Regions from separate parts of the Xenopus laevis genome. Here region 2 is linked to region 1. Evidence: chromatin contacts called from public Hi-C data. All regions are on one chromosome and are shown on one strand. Each heading gives the region's core, a stretch centred on a gene start, on an enhancer-like site or on the middle of the called end of the contact. The rest is flanking DNA. Distances are from core to core; before and after follow the strand shown. Region 1 has its middle 49 kb from the start of ptch2.L. Region 2 holds the start of best4.L (bestrophin-4).

Evidence for each region. Hi-C and Micro-C count contacts between places; a contact is called where the count stands out from the background.
Region 2: a Hi-C map of the XL177 cell line shows a contact between it and region 1, with 3 times the contacts expected there. The contact joins the promoter of best4.L here to the enhancer-like site in region 1. A contact is called at or near these places in 2 of 4 Hi-C or Micro-C datasets (the XL177 cell line and animal cap).

What each region holds. Positions count from the first base shown.
Region 1 is chr4L:85,757,669-85,765,163 of Xenopus_laevis_v10.1, reverse strand. No RefSeq gene overlaps it. Among protein-coding and RNA genes, the nearest start is that of ptch2.L, 49 kb to the right of the region's middle. Within about 2 kb of position 3,068, at least 3 of the 7 cell types and tissues checked have an H3K27ac peak or open chromatin away from gene starts, as enhancers often do. A contact at or near this core is called in animal cap, where this site is marked.
Region 2 is chr4L:85,929,304-85,936,798 of Xenopus_laevis_v10.1, reverse strand. It overlaps best4.L (bestrophin-4), which reads right to left and starts at 2,834. Exons shown (of 9, transcript XM_018258347.2): 1 at 2,800-2,834; 2 at 1,271-1,483; 3 at 1-226. The coding sequence starts at 1,422.

The DNA of each region.
Region 1 (7,495 bases), core at 1,819-4,318:
GACTGCTTTTTTGAGGACCACCTTATCCTGTAGAAAGGTAAGCTTCCCCCAACTCTTCTTGCAGAGGTAATTGCCAGTAAGAAGCACATTTTTAAGTTTAACATCTTCAAAGAAATGTCCTCTATGGGTTTGAAAGGTTCCCTGGTAAGTGTGTTTAAAACCAGACTTAGGTCCCATGGAGGGATCTGGGGTCTAGCAACTGGTGCAAGTTTTTTGGCCCCCTAGAAGAATTTCTTAACCAGTGTATTTTGAGACCATGCCACGTTAGAGAAATGGGAAATGGCTGTTACCTGACGCTGAGGGTGGAAATGCTTAGTTTAAGCTCCAAACCTTTCTGTAAAAACTCCACAAGTTGAACTTTTCCCAAGTGATGAAATACTTTTGTAAGGTGTTAGGTTTTCTTGCTGGCAATAATTTAGAAACGGAAGCCTCTGAAAGCCCAGAGGAGGAGAGGTTCAACCTCCCAAGAGCCACGCCATGAAGGCCCAACTGCCCGGGTGAGGTTGGATTACCTCGCCCTGTGTCTTCAGATCCTGTTGATTGGAAAGTCTGAGCAGGAAGTCCTTTGATAGGAACAGTATTTGTGAAAACCAGGGCCTAAAATTCTAAATATATATATATATATATATATATATATATATATATATATATTATATATATATATATATATATATATATATATATATATATATATATATATATATATATATATGTAATTCTAAAATTGCTCAGGGGGGTGGCTGACTCTCTAAACAGTTCTAAATTGATACATTAGTTGATAAATTTCTTATTTGTCCCTGCTGAGCAGAATCCCTGAGTTTCATTAAAGGCAGCTGTTAGAATTGATACAATAGTTGCTAATACTCCAGAGATGCTGCTGAAAAATGAATCAACCAAATATAGCACATTGGTAACAGTTCAGAATCTGCTCCTGAATTACTGAGCTGACAGACTCAAACACCAGAGACAGGAACATTAAACATAGATTAAAAAATAAAAACTGGAAAGCAATTGAAAAAATTATTTTTGCGTCTGGATCAGATATGGGTATTCCTGGCAAACAATCTACATCACTGGCAGCATTGTAGATTCTACATTTCCAGACTGAAGCTAATTCCAAATATGCATGCCATGGAAGCAGCTGTGTCGTTCACACACAATCTAAAAACAACTCGACTGAAAAAGTGTTTGGAAGATGAACAACCCCTTTAACACGGTACAACAACTTTACCTGCAGTTTGTTTTATAAACACCAGCAGAGGGCAGCAAGTGACTATTAAAACTTCCTAGTCCTACCACTAGCTTTTTATAAATATATGCATTTTACAATTCATGATTCAAGCACTCTAGTAAATGTATTAGTTGAATTAAGTCCTGATGAGTGAAGCACATTCCATTTACAGTATTTATAGTTTTTACAATTTTATAATTTATTCGTTTTAGTTAGATACTTCATACAAACGTACATATTTACTATGTAATGTAAGGGTCTCACATCTTATCATAAATTGCCCTATGGGTTATATAATGTATGGCCATAGCCACTTCAGCTCTATGAGGCAGGAAAAGTTTTCTTATTGTGTCTCTTACCACTTGGGACTCAGGGGCAGATGTATTAAAAAATGTGAAATTTGAGCATGCCGCAGAAAAACTCTCCCACTTTCTATTCATTCCTATGGAATTTTAGAGGGAATTTATCAAACAGCGAGGTCTAACTTTCACCCATTGATAAAGACATCTCTATTGTAAGAGTTATTATACTGTCCTGCACACACACACACACACACACACACACACACACATATATATATATATATATATATATATATATATATATATATATATATATGAAGTTCAAGAGGACCCGCACTCCTTGATTAGTGAACCAAAAATGTCTTTATTTTTCAAACTTGTGCATCCAATGTTTCCAACCTTGATAAAGGCCCTAATGTGGGTCAAAACGTTGGATGCACAAGTTTGAAAAATAAAGACATTTTTGGTTCACTAACCAAGGAGTGCGGGTCCTCTTGAACTTTACATAAATACTTTGACCCTGCACCCACGTTTATGGAAGACTGGTTCAGAGTGCAAGCATCTGACTCAGGTTATATATATATATATATATATATATATATATATATATATCTATCTATCTATCTATCTATATCTATATATATATCTATATATATCTATATATATATATATATCTATATATATATATATATATATATACATCTCAACGGGTATGAACTCAGGGTCAGTTGTCATTAGCAGACCAAAGCTGAAGATTAGGGCCATACAGACTGCTCCTCATCCTCAGCATTTATATTTAAATGGATAAATATGTCCAGTTCTTATGTTTATTCTCCTGCCTAGAAGTGTTCTGTTACCCATACACAGACATACACGGGTATCCACACACCGTCACCAACACACACAGGTATCAATCTCACAGTTACCCAAACACAGTTACCCACATACAGGTACCCACACACACAGTTGCCCCAAAACAGGTGCTCACACGCATAGATACCAACACACTGTTACTCACATACAGATACACACGCACACAGTTACCCAAACACACAGGTAGCTACACACAGTTACTCATGCAAAGATACCCTACCCACATAAAGATACATACATAAGATTTTCACACACACAGTTTTACACATACACAGGTACCCACACATAATTACAAGAACTGGAGTTACATCTTATCTTATCCTGATTGTTTCTTAGTCAGTTTTTTTCTCTATGATCCCTTTTATTTAATAGATTTTTTTATTAACTTTTGATCAAATACAGTATCATGTGTGTGTCCTTATCAGTAGTAGTCATCCTTGTATGATACATTTGCTTTTCTGTTGTAAATCCATCCATTATGACGCCATCCTGTACACTTCTATATACCTAAGAATCGCTGGCGTCTGTCATCTGTTTGATACTGTGGCTGAAAAAAGCCCAGATTAGCAGCACCCAGTTGAAACAGGAAAGCTACACAATGCTGACAATAGAAAAGGTGGGAAGCAGGGTATTAGTTACAGAACTGGGGGTGGGGTAACTCAGCCTCCCATCCAGTCCCAGAAACCTGTCCCCCGAGGCAAGCAAGAAGAGCAGTGACAAGATCAGGGGGAGGACCACACAGTGAGAAACTGCTTTGACCCACAGCAAAGAACAGACAATGCAGGGGGCAGGAGGTCAGGGGAATGCTGTAGGACAGTTAACCTGTTCACTTCTTTCATACCAATCATTTTTAATACAAGCAGTAGAAATAGAAACAAGCTTTATTGCAGCCATGGCTTACAATCTATACATGAACTTGTGTTAATCTCAGTTGGCAAGCTATCAAGAGTGAGAATTTTCCATTCCATATTATATGAATTGAGGAGTAAATGATTCCGCTTTAGCTTGTTGCTCGACTACAAATCCCAGAAACCCCTTCCAGTCTTATTAGTGAATACCCACTTTTTTGTCACTGGAACATTTGCTGGATTGTGTGAATATGCCATTGTGTGTTATTTTAATCAGACCTAGCTAATATGTTCCATTCATAAAGGAGATAATAGTCTGGTCTGGGATTTCACAAGTCTTTACCATTTATTGAATGGGCATATGGTTTGGTAATGCTGGAAATAGGTCATTGTATCACTCAGAAAATGATATAAGCTAATGTTTCTGCTTCTAAAAGTAAATTAAGTGCTGAACCAAGGCATGAATACACTGGCTACACTTTCCTGGTGTTTATGAATTAATTATGCACACACACATCATTTCTTAATCCAAAGTATCATTTCAGTTTTGTTTAATCTTTCCATTAAGCATGTATATCACTTGAATGTATACTGTATATGTTTGTCACTTTGTTGTTAGCAAGCTTTTTGCAATGCAGCAAATGTCTGTGTTGTCTTTTTAGTCAGTTGCACAGTGCAGCTGGTTGTGTCTGTAACTTTATGTATAAAAGAATAATAATAATGAATGGATCGCATTGTGGGCATCCCGACAGAATTTGTATTTAGTGGCAAATAACAGGCCATTTGCATTGCTCCGGTGTCTCCCTAGAGGTGAAGGGTTAATGGTTTTCTGTTCAGACAAAGGCTGGTGACATGATGAGTCTGTCTCTCTTCAGGCTGCCTGGGTGGGCTGCGGGACATTGTTGTGCAAAAAGAACTTTTCTCCCCACCCTGTGGATTATTACAAGCTCGCTCTATCACCACCAGGGAGCTGTAGAACTCTTTTCGGTTTATGCTGAGGTATCTTTCTGGGTGGCCTGGCTCTGAGTGTTTACTGACTATCAGATGATGGGGACTGTAAGAGCTAGGCCCAAATGCCTGTTTTCTGAACCTGTCGTCAACAGATCAGTCTGTAGCAAATATCTTGCTGCTTTGTATACATTGCATTATCTGGTAAGAGAAACACAATAGGCAGAGAAGAGTGATCTTGCATCATTTGTGTCTCTCTTACCTAAAACAACATTTAAATTGCTCACAGCATGAGAACTTCATTATAAACAAGTAAATGTATTTAATTTGATGCCATAGGGCAGATGGCTTGGCCACAAAGGCCTTGCATAAAACAAGTGAAAACTGAGACAATTTCTGCTACAAGTATTTGCAGGATTGAGCCATGGTAGCATAAATGAGATATATGATCTATACATGCTGCATGACAAGAGGGTGCTCATGGTATTATATGATGCCAAGGAAATGAGTGTGGCGTAACAGGATTTGCATCATTCAGGAATGGTTATTTATTACTATTAGTACTGTATATATCTAGGAGAGTTACTGTCCCATACAAATTATGTGTTTTGATCACCACAGCCTTCTGTAGGCAAAGCTGTAGCCATCCATTACTGTTGGAAAGTGGATTCCTGGCCACTGGGAAATGCATAGTCTATTGCACACAGTGAAGATCAGGGAACAACTACTTTAAAACTGACAAAGCTGATCCACTGATCCTGAATGTTTGTGCATTGACAGGCACAGGATCAGCCTGTCAGTTCACATATACAGCAGATTTTAGCACAAAAAAACTAAAATATGTATTTTTGCATGAAAATTGGTTGTACATAGGTTCAGTCCATCAGAGGCACATGCATTCAGGAAGCAGAAGGCATCATCTCCTATGACAGACAATAGTGTTGGTGTTCCCAAAATGATCCCTCCTGGCAGTTTGTTATCCATCCACAGGGCAGCCATCAGGGGGGGACAGGGGGGAGAGTTGTAGGCGGCCCAGAGGGTAAGGGGGGCCCGGCCTTACACTTACTTGATTAGCCAGGCCCTCCATCTTTCTGAGAGCTGCTGACTTCGGGAAGGCATGGACGTTTAAGGGGCCCTGGCCACCAATTTTCTCATAATGTGGGGGAGGGGGCCCTGGCCACCAATGTTTTTTTCACATGTGGGGTCCTAGCCACCAATATTTTTTAATGGGGGTGCCCTGGCACACAAATGTTTTTTTATGGGGGGCCCTGACCCCCAATATCTTTTTATTTTTTATTAACATGTGGGAACCCTAGCCACCAATATTTTTTTGGTTTTTTTACTGTGTGGTGGGGGGGGGCGGACCTGTAGGCGGGGCTTGCAGTGGGTGCAGCCCAGGGGGCCCAGGACATTTTGTCGTATGGGGCCCTGCGATTTCTAATGGCGGTCCTGGCCATCCATATGAATGGCAAGAAGCAAAAGGCATTCTGACACCTGTTATTCTTCCTTAAAGGAATGCGGTGGTAAAAACTCTCCATGTGCCATTATCCTCAAGCAGTTACAATATTAAATACCTAGCACAAACAATGACTGTTTAGCAAATGGCTGTTAGCTTTTAAATTAATAATTAATAACATTTCACTACAACACATTCCAAAACTTGAGAACTGTAAATGTAGGAAAGGCAGCACTGGTCCATCCTTAACCCTGAGCATTACTTTACTAAAATCAGAAGAGAGGTGAAATCAGCATATACCGCTAAACATCTGTCATTTGAAAAGACAGGGGGCAATAGGAATTCCTGTTGGATTTGCTACTTTACATAGTAAAACTGGATGTCTTACTATTTGGAGACACGAAAGACTGCTGAGGAAGTGCAGCCAATGCTGTTGCAGAAAAGTCGGTGCCATCAGTTGGCTCTCTGTGCTGAAGTTGAGCAGCCAGATTGCTTCTTATGAAAACTCACATGCAGACTTTTAATAATTTAGTTCAATTGGACGTTCTATTTTAGCTTAAAAATTCATAGACAAGAATCTTATGTGATTGGTATGCCATAGCACATAGTTTGAACACCTGTTTTATAAGTAGGTGCCCATGTCTAGTTAAGACCGGATAGTGTGACAAAGGCCTGGAACATGATCACTGACAAATTGTTTAGAACACTGGCTTATCCAGGATAGACTGCATGTGTACAGTTCTGGGCCTATTTATAATGCTGTGTAAAACAAAATTAGATGATAACATTGTGTAAAAAGCTGTGTAGAATAAATGGTGAATTTATCAAGCGGTGTTTTATTTTACGCCATGCGAATGCCAGATTTTCTGCCATTATTTTACACTGCTTCAGCAGAAGTTGCTCAAAAAAAGTGCATAAAAGAATTTACGCCATTTTTGACGCCTTTTTTTACATACATAATAAATACGCCCTTTCATGTCCTTTTTAAAAAGTACTTAAAAGTGACAAGGACTGACCATCATATTTATTAAAGGAGAACTAAAGCTTAAATAAAGAAGTAGGCTAGAAATTTTGTACATTATGTTTTGAGCTTCTATACTAGCCAAATACAGCTCTTTAGCAGGAAGAACTGTGTCTCTGAAGATGCCCCAGTAGCTCTCCATCTTCTTTTCTGTTGATTCACTGCACATGCTCTGTGCTGCTGTCACTTACTGAGCTTAGGGACCCACTCACAACATACAGTACACATAGAACATAAATGCCACAATATAAGGCTGATTAGTAATTAATACAGATAATTACTACATGGCAGCAACAGAAACCAGTGCAACTAAAATCAGAATTTAATTATCAGCCTTGTAGCATCAGTTTATTGTACAGGCCAACCTTATTTTCTGCTTGATAATTTGTGACGACCCCTAAGCTTAGCTTCTCAACAGCTGCTCAGATCCCAATGAGCATGTGAGTGTTGCAGATACTTTCCAAGATGGTGACCCCCTGTGACAAGTTTGAAGTCCTGGATCATTGCTGCTATTGAGAAGCTGAAACTTTAGGCTGGTGCAATAAATGCAGTGTATAAAATCAGGGATTTTTGGCCACATGTTTAGGGTTTCGTTCTCCTTATAAATAAAATGTTTGCCCAACATCTGTCTGTCCCTTGCAGTTCTCTGTGGGTGTGACTTTTGTAACAATGTAACAAGTAAACTTAGTTACAGATCTATCTTAACTAAAGGAGTGAAACATATAGAAACTAAAAGATGAAAGATGTTTGTGCCTTTTATTACATAGCCTGGTAGTGTTTATGAGAGAAAGCCCACCATATGGAGCAAGTCTTCTC
Region 2 (7,495 bases), core at 1,585-4,084, 170 kb before region 1:
ACGTCTCAACAAGCGCCCTCTTTCATCCCCACCATGGACATTGCTGGATACTACACACATGAGCTGATCAGGGAGGGGAATATTTGTGTATTGAGCCCACCAACGGTTCACAATCAGAGTAACATAGAAACCCAGCACAAATGAAACAGGAATCAACTCCGTGTATTGGTTACAGTATCGAGCCAGCTGAGCAAAGTCACTCTTCTGCTTTTCATTTAAAAAGCACCTATAAGCAAAATTACAATTAATATTCTGCCTTTCATTCATTAAAGGTATACTGTCATGGGAATTTTTTTTTTCAAAACCAGGTCCCACTGTGACACATTTGAGTAACAGCCTGACAGAAAGCAGTTCCATCCTAAAGTGCTGGCTCTTTCTGAAAGCACATGATTAGGCAAAATGACCTGAGATGGCTGCCTACACACCAATATTACAACTAAAAATAATATACTTGCTGGTACAGGAATACAATTTTATATGGAGTGAATTATTTGCAGTGTAATTTAGAAATAAAAATATATTATAAAAATCATGACAGAATCCTTTTTAAGAACCTATAAATGAAGCTACAATAAATATTCTCATAAAAAAACCTTCAGTATTAATCACAAATATTATAAATTTTCATGAAACATATTTTGTTTATCATTTCCTATGCAAATGGTAAGTTCTGCTTTCGAAATATACGAAATATACAGTATCTGTACATAGTATGTGTTTTAGGAAGTCTGTTCTGAAGTTTCTAGATATTTTCATTGGCCTTCCTTTCCCTTTTCCAGGGAAATAGCCAGGCTACACACAGATGGTTGTATACCTCTCTGATACATTTTTCCCCAGTGCTTTTTTCCGGGAAAAGAAAAGAAATAGGGATTTGATTTACTTGGCAGTGTCTAACATATTGGTACACCATTTAAAAGGCAGATTCAGACAAAATTAAGCAGATCAACTTGGTCAGTCATGTTTTCTGGAGTGGTAAGCTGCCTCATATAATAATGTCATAAATCAGTATCGCTCTACGCAGGGTGCAAACAAACTCAGCACACTGTTCCTGTTTCTACTTAATTTTTTAACCTTCTCATTTTTAATATTTGCAAGAACTACCAGTAGTGGATATTCATCATTTTAGGAAAGACGGATAAACTACAGGATAATTGTCTGGAATGTATTTAAATACAGCCATTCTTTCAGTACATGTCTAGAATAGTGGGCCAAAAATGTCTGAGATTTTGTAAAATACATTACATGTTATTAAAATAAATAAACAACTTACCTGTATGTAACACTCAGCATGGCATAGAGACAACAAAAGACGATAAACTCTTTGTATAGCAACTTATAGATACTCCCTTTCCACCTGAAGAGCAACTTGAAGAAGCACCCAAAGCTGGCATTGGCCACTTTTAATGTGTAGGACACAGTCATAATGGATACTGAGAGGAATAGTCACGGATCAGCAAGATAACAAGGGTGGTTCACAAAGGAACTATGCATAGAAACAAAGTATAACAATGAGTCGTTACATTAGCCATTACATAAGGCAGGTCCCGACCTCTGTTTCCCCCAGCTTTCACTGCCTCTTTCCATTATTTAAAATGTACCCAGTAAAAAATTGCCCCAAAATACGATTTTAAATCCAAACATTCACACAAAAACACAGGCCAATTTATGAATTGGTGATCACAATTTTCTTTTCTCCATAGAATCTAAAACCCTCTGTTGAAATAAACTGCATTTCAAAACATGGTCACTTATATACTGATCAGCTACTCAATCACTTTGCTATACCAGTAGGGTTTTAAAATACTGGTGCTTACTATATTTTGATCAATATTTGGTCAAATATGTGTAAATTCAAAAAACGACAATGCACCCCCTTCCAGAACTTATCTAATTTATACATTTATAAAAATTGCCCCCCTTAGCCCACTGCTAGTAAATAAAACTTCCAACACTGTGTACTAATGGAATATGTACTATTCAGGAAGGACTGAAATCTCTTCCATGTTAGGGACAATATATTTCATTTGATCCCTTTTGAAAGAAGAATGTTGGTAATTATACATATATACTAATTGGCGTTAATGTTCATATCATCTGAATACTGTGCACCTTATTTTGCTAGGGGTTACTGCATTAAGGCATGCCTTCCCAGTGTTAGTAAATTAAAGGGGTTGTTCACGTTAAATGAACCTTTAGTATGATGAGATAGAGAGTAATATTTTGAGACAATTTGCAATTGGTTTTCTTTCCTTTTTTTATTATGTGTAGTTTTTGAGTTTTTAGCTTTTAATTCAGCAGTTCTCCAGTTTGCAACGTCAGCAATCTGGTTGTTAGAGTCCAAAATTGCACTTGCAACCTTGCAATGATTGGAATAAGAGACTGATTTATGAATAAGAGAGGGGCTGAATAGAAAGATGAGTAATAAAAATTAGCTATAACAATACATTTGTAGCCTTTCAGAGAATTCAATTTTTTAGATGGGTTCAGTGACCCCCATTTAAAAACTGGAAAGGGTAATCAGAAGAAGGCAAATAATTCAAAAACTATATAAAAAAAAATGAAGGCCAATTGAAAAGTTGCTTAGAACTGGCTGTTCTATAACATACCCAAAGTTGAACCACTCTCTCAACCATAGTATCTAAAATGAATACAAATGATAATTCACAATGACTAAACAGTTTTCTTCAAAATACATCACTAATTATTTTAAAATACAGTTCTAGCTCCTAATTGTGCAGTGACATCTTTAGCACTAATTTACAAGGACTCAATCAGGCTGCTGCATGCAAGGACTCTTACCTGTTACCTGTGAGCAAGCAGTCTAAATGGGAAAAGCAGCCTACTGACAGCTCTGAGGTTTATATACTATGGATAGGGATGTGCTAACCTTTTGATTTATTACCTAGCCATAATAACTGCAAATTGAGCCCTGTATATATTCCCATTAAACTCTCTGTTAAACTGCCAAATACACATATAGTAACAACAGGAACACATTCTAAAAATACATTAAAGCTCTGTATGTAAGCTGCTGCAGTATGGCAAGCACTATGGCATCAGTACCTGTGCTGTTTCAGCATTTTAGCAACTTGTGGATTGCAGCAAATATATTTTATCACCTGCAGTGAATATATGTTTTTATACATATATGTCGAAGTGATAAAATAGTTGCAGCTTACAACCACTGAATACATCCACCCTTGTGGGAACCTTGACTGCACCTGTATATATATGTAAAACAAATAATCTTTCCAAGATCTTATAGGTTTCACAAAAGATTTAGATGTGGAGCCCAGTAACCTTCACTTACAACGCTACATTGTTGTTAAAAACTGAGCATGCAGTTTATATTAGATGTTCATTATATTTACTTCTTGAAATGAAATCATTTATGTCATGCGGCACAATTAAACAGAATAATGGGGAGGGGCAGTTCTTTTGGCATGCGTGAGCAGAAAATTTGGTTTATGTCTTTGGTTTATGCAGAACACCCTTAATGATTCAATATAATCACATCAGACATAAATCCATAAATCACTGCATTGCAATAGGCAGCTAATTAAGTAAACGTGTCCCACAGATATGACAAATAAAGGTCCTGTCTTATGCTGTTGGCCAGAGAGACTATCAGCAGGAATGTGGCATCCATCTAAGTTCTGTGTGCCCTGCATTTTGTAACTTTACCTTATTTCCTATACTTCTTGCCCTTCTGGCATGGTGCTTGGCAGTTGCTTCTTCCAAAGTGCATGCACATTGGTACATTTGGTGCTTCTTTCATGTTTTCCTTCTTTTTCTCAGTAGTTTGTGACACGCTAAGATTGTAAAATAATTTATTAGCATCCACATATGCCTGGTGGAGTTTCCAATAATGATACACTTTAAGGGGCACATTTACTAAGGGTCGAATATCGTGGTTTAATAAACCCTCGAATTCGACCCTCAAAGTAAAATCCTTCGAATTCTAATATCGAATTTGAAGGATTTTGCGCAAATCCTTTGATCGATCGATCAAAGTAGAAATTGTTCGATCGAACGATAAAATCCTTCAAATCGAACGATTCGAAGGATTTTAATCGATCGATCTAAGGATTTTTCTGTGATCAAAAAAAGCTTAGAAAAGTGATGGGGAAGGTCCCCATAGGCTAACATTGTACCTCGGTAGGTTTAAACTGGCAAGTATGTAGTCAAAGTTTTTCTTACAGAGACAGTACTTCGACTATCGAATGGTCGAATAGTCGGACGATTTTTCGTTCGAGTCGAAGGTCATAGTAGCCTATTCGATGGTCGATGCACCCAAAAAAAAAACTTAGAAATTCGAAGTATTTTTCAGTCGAATCCTTCACTCGAGCTTAGTAAATGTGCCCCTAAGTGAAGGAGAACTTAGTAACACAAATACAGCTATTTTATATTTCAGCTTTGGCGGTGCAGTCTCTTCTTCAGTTACACGATGGGCATGGCATTGTTTGAATGTCCATATGTGTACTATGTTGTTACTCTTTTCTGTTCTGTTGGCGCCTTTAGATTTTTTTGTATTCTATTTTGAAAAGGCTCTCATTACCTTGAGATATTCTGTTGTTTTCGTGCACTGCCCACAAAAATGAAGCCGCTTACAATCAAAAACTGCCAAAGTTCTGGTTGTCAATACAAATATTTTTATAGTCCCAAAAATGTAAGGAAAGATAGCTATTTATTTCAACCTGCAATGGAAATAGAAAGATCACATGTTTAATAAGGAATCAAAGATTTGATTTTCTGTATTACCAGTAAGTGGAAATACAATTAAATGTCCTTAACATAAATGTTATGTTTCAAGAGAAAAATCAGATTCGTAAGGGTCACAATGATGACCCTGGGCCAAAACAATTTAACCTTCCACTGTTTTTGTATTTGTGTATTACTTGTGTTTTGTGCACAGACTTATTACCTTTTAAGCAATATGAAGTGAACCATGTCTCTACATACTGTATTTTCCCAGGAATTCTTATGCTATATTTAGTTAATTGCTTAAGTTTATGGCTGGTCCCTGCCACTGTACATGATTGTAGTAAATCTTTCTAAGGCCTCCTGAGTGTTCTGGAATTCAGAGGAGACAGATTAAGCTTTTACTAGGAGGAAGTTGGTTGTAGTTTATTTAATGATATTATTCCTCTTTTAGAAACTCCCACGCAAACATGCACACATCTGAATTGGACTCTTCGTGGGAGTTAGGGAAATCAGGGATCACACATGAAATAATAAAAACATCAGTAACACAAAATGTGTGGCAACTCTCCCAGACTCCCACCCCTTAGTGCTCATTCATGTATATCTGGGGTCTTCATGAATTACTATTTTATTATCTATCTATCTATCTATCTATCTATCTATCTATCTATCTATCTATCTATCTATCTATCTATCTATCATTCTATCAATCTATCTATCTATCTATCTATCTATCTATCTATCTGTCTGTCTGTCTGTCTGTCTGTCTGTCTATCTATCATTCTATCATTCTATCTATCTGCCTGTCTTTTATCTCTCTCTCTCTCTCTCTCTCTCTCTCTCTCTCTCTCTCTCTCTCTCTCTCTCTCTCTCTCTCTCTCTCTCTCTCTATCATCTATCTATATAGATCAATCAGATATATATCTGTCCCTTTGCTGGCTCCTTCTGGTACCTCAGGCAGATACAGAAATTATGGAAGCATGCCCAGAATTAACACTGATGCAATGTGTGGGTGCATGCGTTGTGGGGGAAATATACATTTTAAGGGCCTCACACTGTTGGAAATATTGAAAAGTGGATTTTCCAGGTCAATTTCTTAACATCAGTGGGGGAGAGGGGAGATGGCTTGGTTTTTGTTCCACCACTGTTTGGAAGGCACTACTTATGGTTTATGCAAGTCACATGCTCTCCAGAATGAAATAAGGGGATATATATGGATATACCCCATGGCAAACAAACAAACAAAAAAATACTAGCTTTGTTCTGGCACCAGGATGAATAACCACCCGTTGGGCTGGAATGTATTTACTAGTAGTCTGCCTTGAGGCTACAGTCGAAAGTGAATGCTCCATTATGGCATTCTTACTTATATGAGTCCCGATCCCCTATAACATCTCAGTTCAGAGTTTTTAATGTAACTAAAAACTTTGGGTGGAAACGCTAATCATGCTTAGCCCTGGACAAGAGAAAAATATTTTTGAAAAATGTTGGAAAGGCAGCATTGCCTTTGTGTGTTCAGTATTTATGGAATTCCATGTTAAACAGCTTAACCCTGAAACACCACCCCTTAATCTAATGTCTGCTATGATTTATATACAAGTAAGAAATGACTAAAATAAAAATATCAATGAATCGACAAAAGCCAACTGCAGGTGAAAAACGTTAGCACTAGGTGGCACTAAAACACAATCTAGTCAGAACTGCTTTATTCAAAGCTGTAAACTGACATATATTTTTATATTATATATTTATACACTGGGCTTATAGAGCGGGGGTCACATAAGTAGCGTTGTAATTGTGTGTGGTTGGTGCAAAATTGGCCATGGTTAGTGTATGTATAGACTTGACCAAAATTTCCTGGAAATCACCCCAAGGAGGCTGACATCTCTGCTTTATACCATGTTTGTGTTTGAGAGACACATTCACAGCTTGTGTGCCAGTTTGTTTGTATGTATGAATGCAAGAGGCAGTGACAGTCTATGTGCATGTGTGAAAGAGATGGAAACAGGAATCAGCATAGCACATTAAAGGGATACTGTCATGGGAAAACATTTTTTTTTCAAAACGCATCAGTTAATAGTGCTGCTCCAGCAGAATTCTGCACTGAAATCCATTTCTCAAAAGAGCAAACAGTTTTTTTTAGATTCAATTTTGAAATCTGACATGGGGCTAGACATATTGTCAATTTCCCAGCTGCCCCAAGTATGTGACTTGTGCTCTGATAAACTTCAATCACTCTTTACTGCTGTACTGCAAGTTGGAAGTGATATCACCCCCTTCCTTCCCCCCCAGCAGCCAAACAAAAGAACAATGGGAAGGTAACCAGATAACAGCTCCCTAACACAAGATAACAGCTGCCTGGTAGATCTAAGAACAACACTCAATAGTAAAAAACCCATGTCCCACTGAGACACATTCAGTTTACATTGAGAAGGAAAACAGCAGCCTGCCAGAAAGCATTTTCTCTCCTAAAGTGCAGGCACAAGTCACATGACTTGGGGCAGCTGGGAAATTGACAAAATGTCTAGCCCCATGTCAGACTTCAAAATTGAATATAAAAAAATCTGTTTGCTCCTTTGAGAAATGGATTTCAGTGCATAATTCTGCTGGAGTAGCACTATTAACTGATGCATTTTGAAAAAAACATGTTTTCCGATGACAGGATCCCTTTAAGGATTTTCCCAAAATACTTAGTAGAAGCTTAAGTCAAAATGTTTGCACACTCAAAACAAAAAAACAATTGGACATAAGGGTGGTTTGAAAAAATATAATTTTACTATTGTTCAAGAAA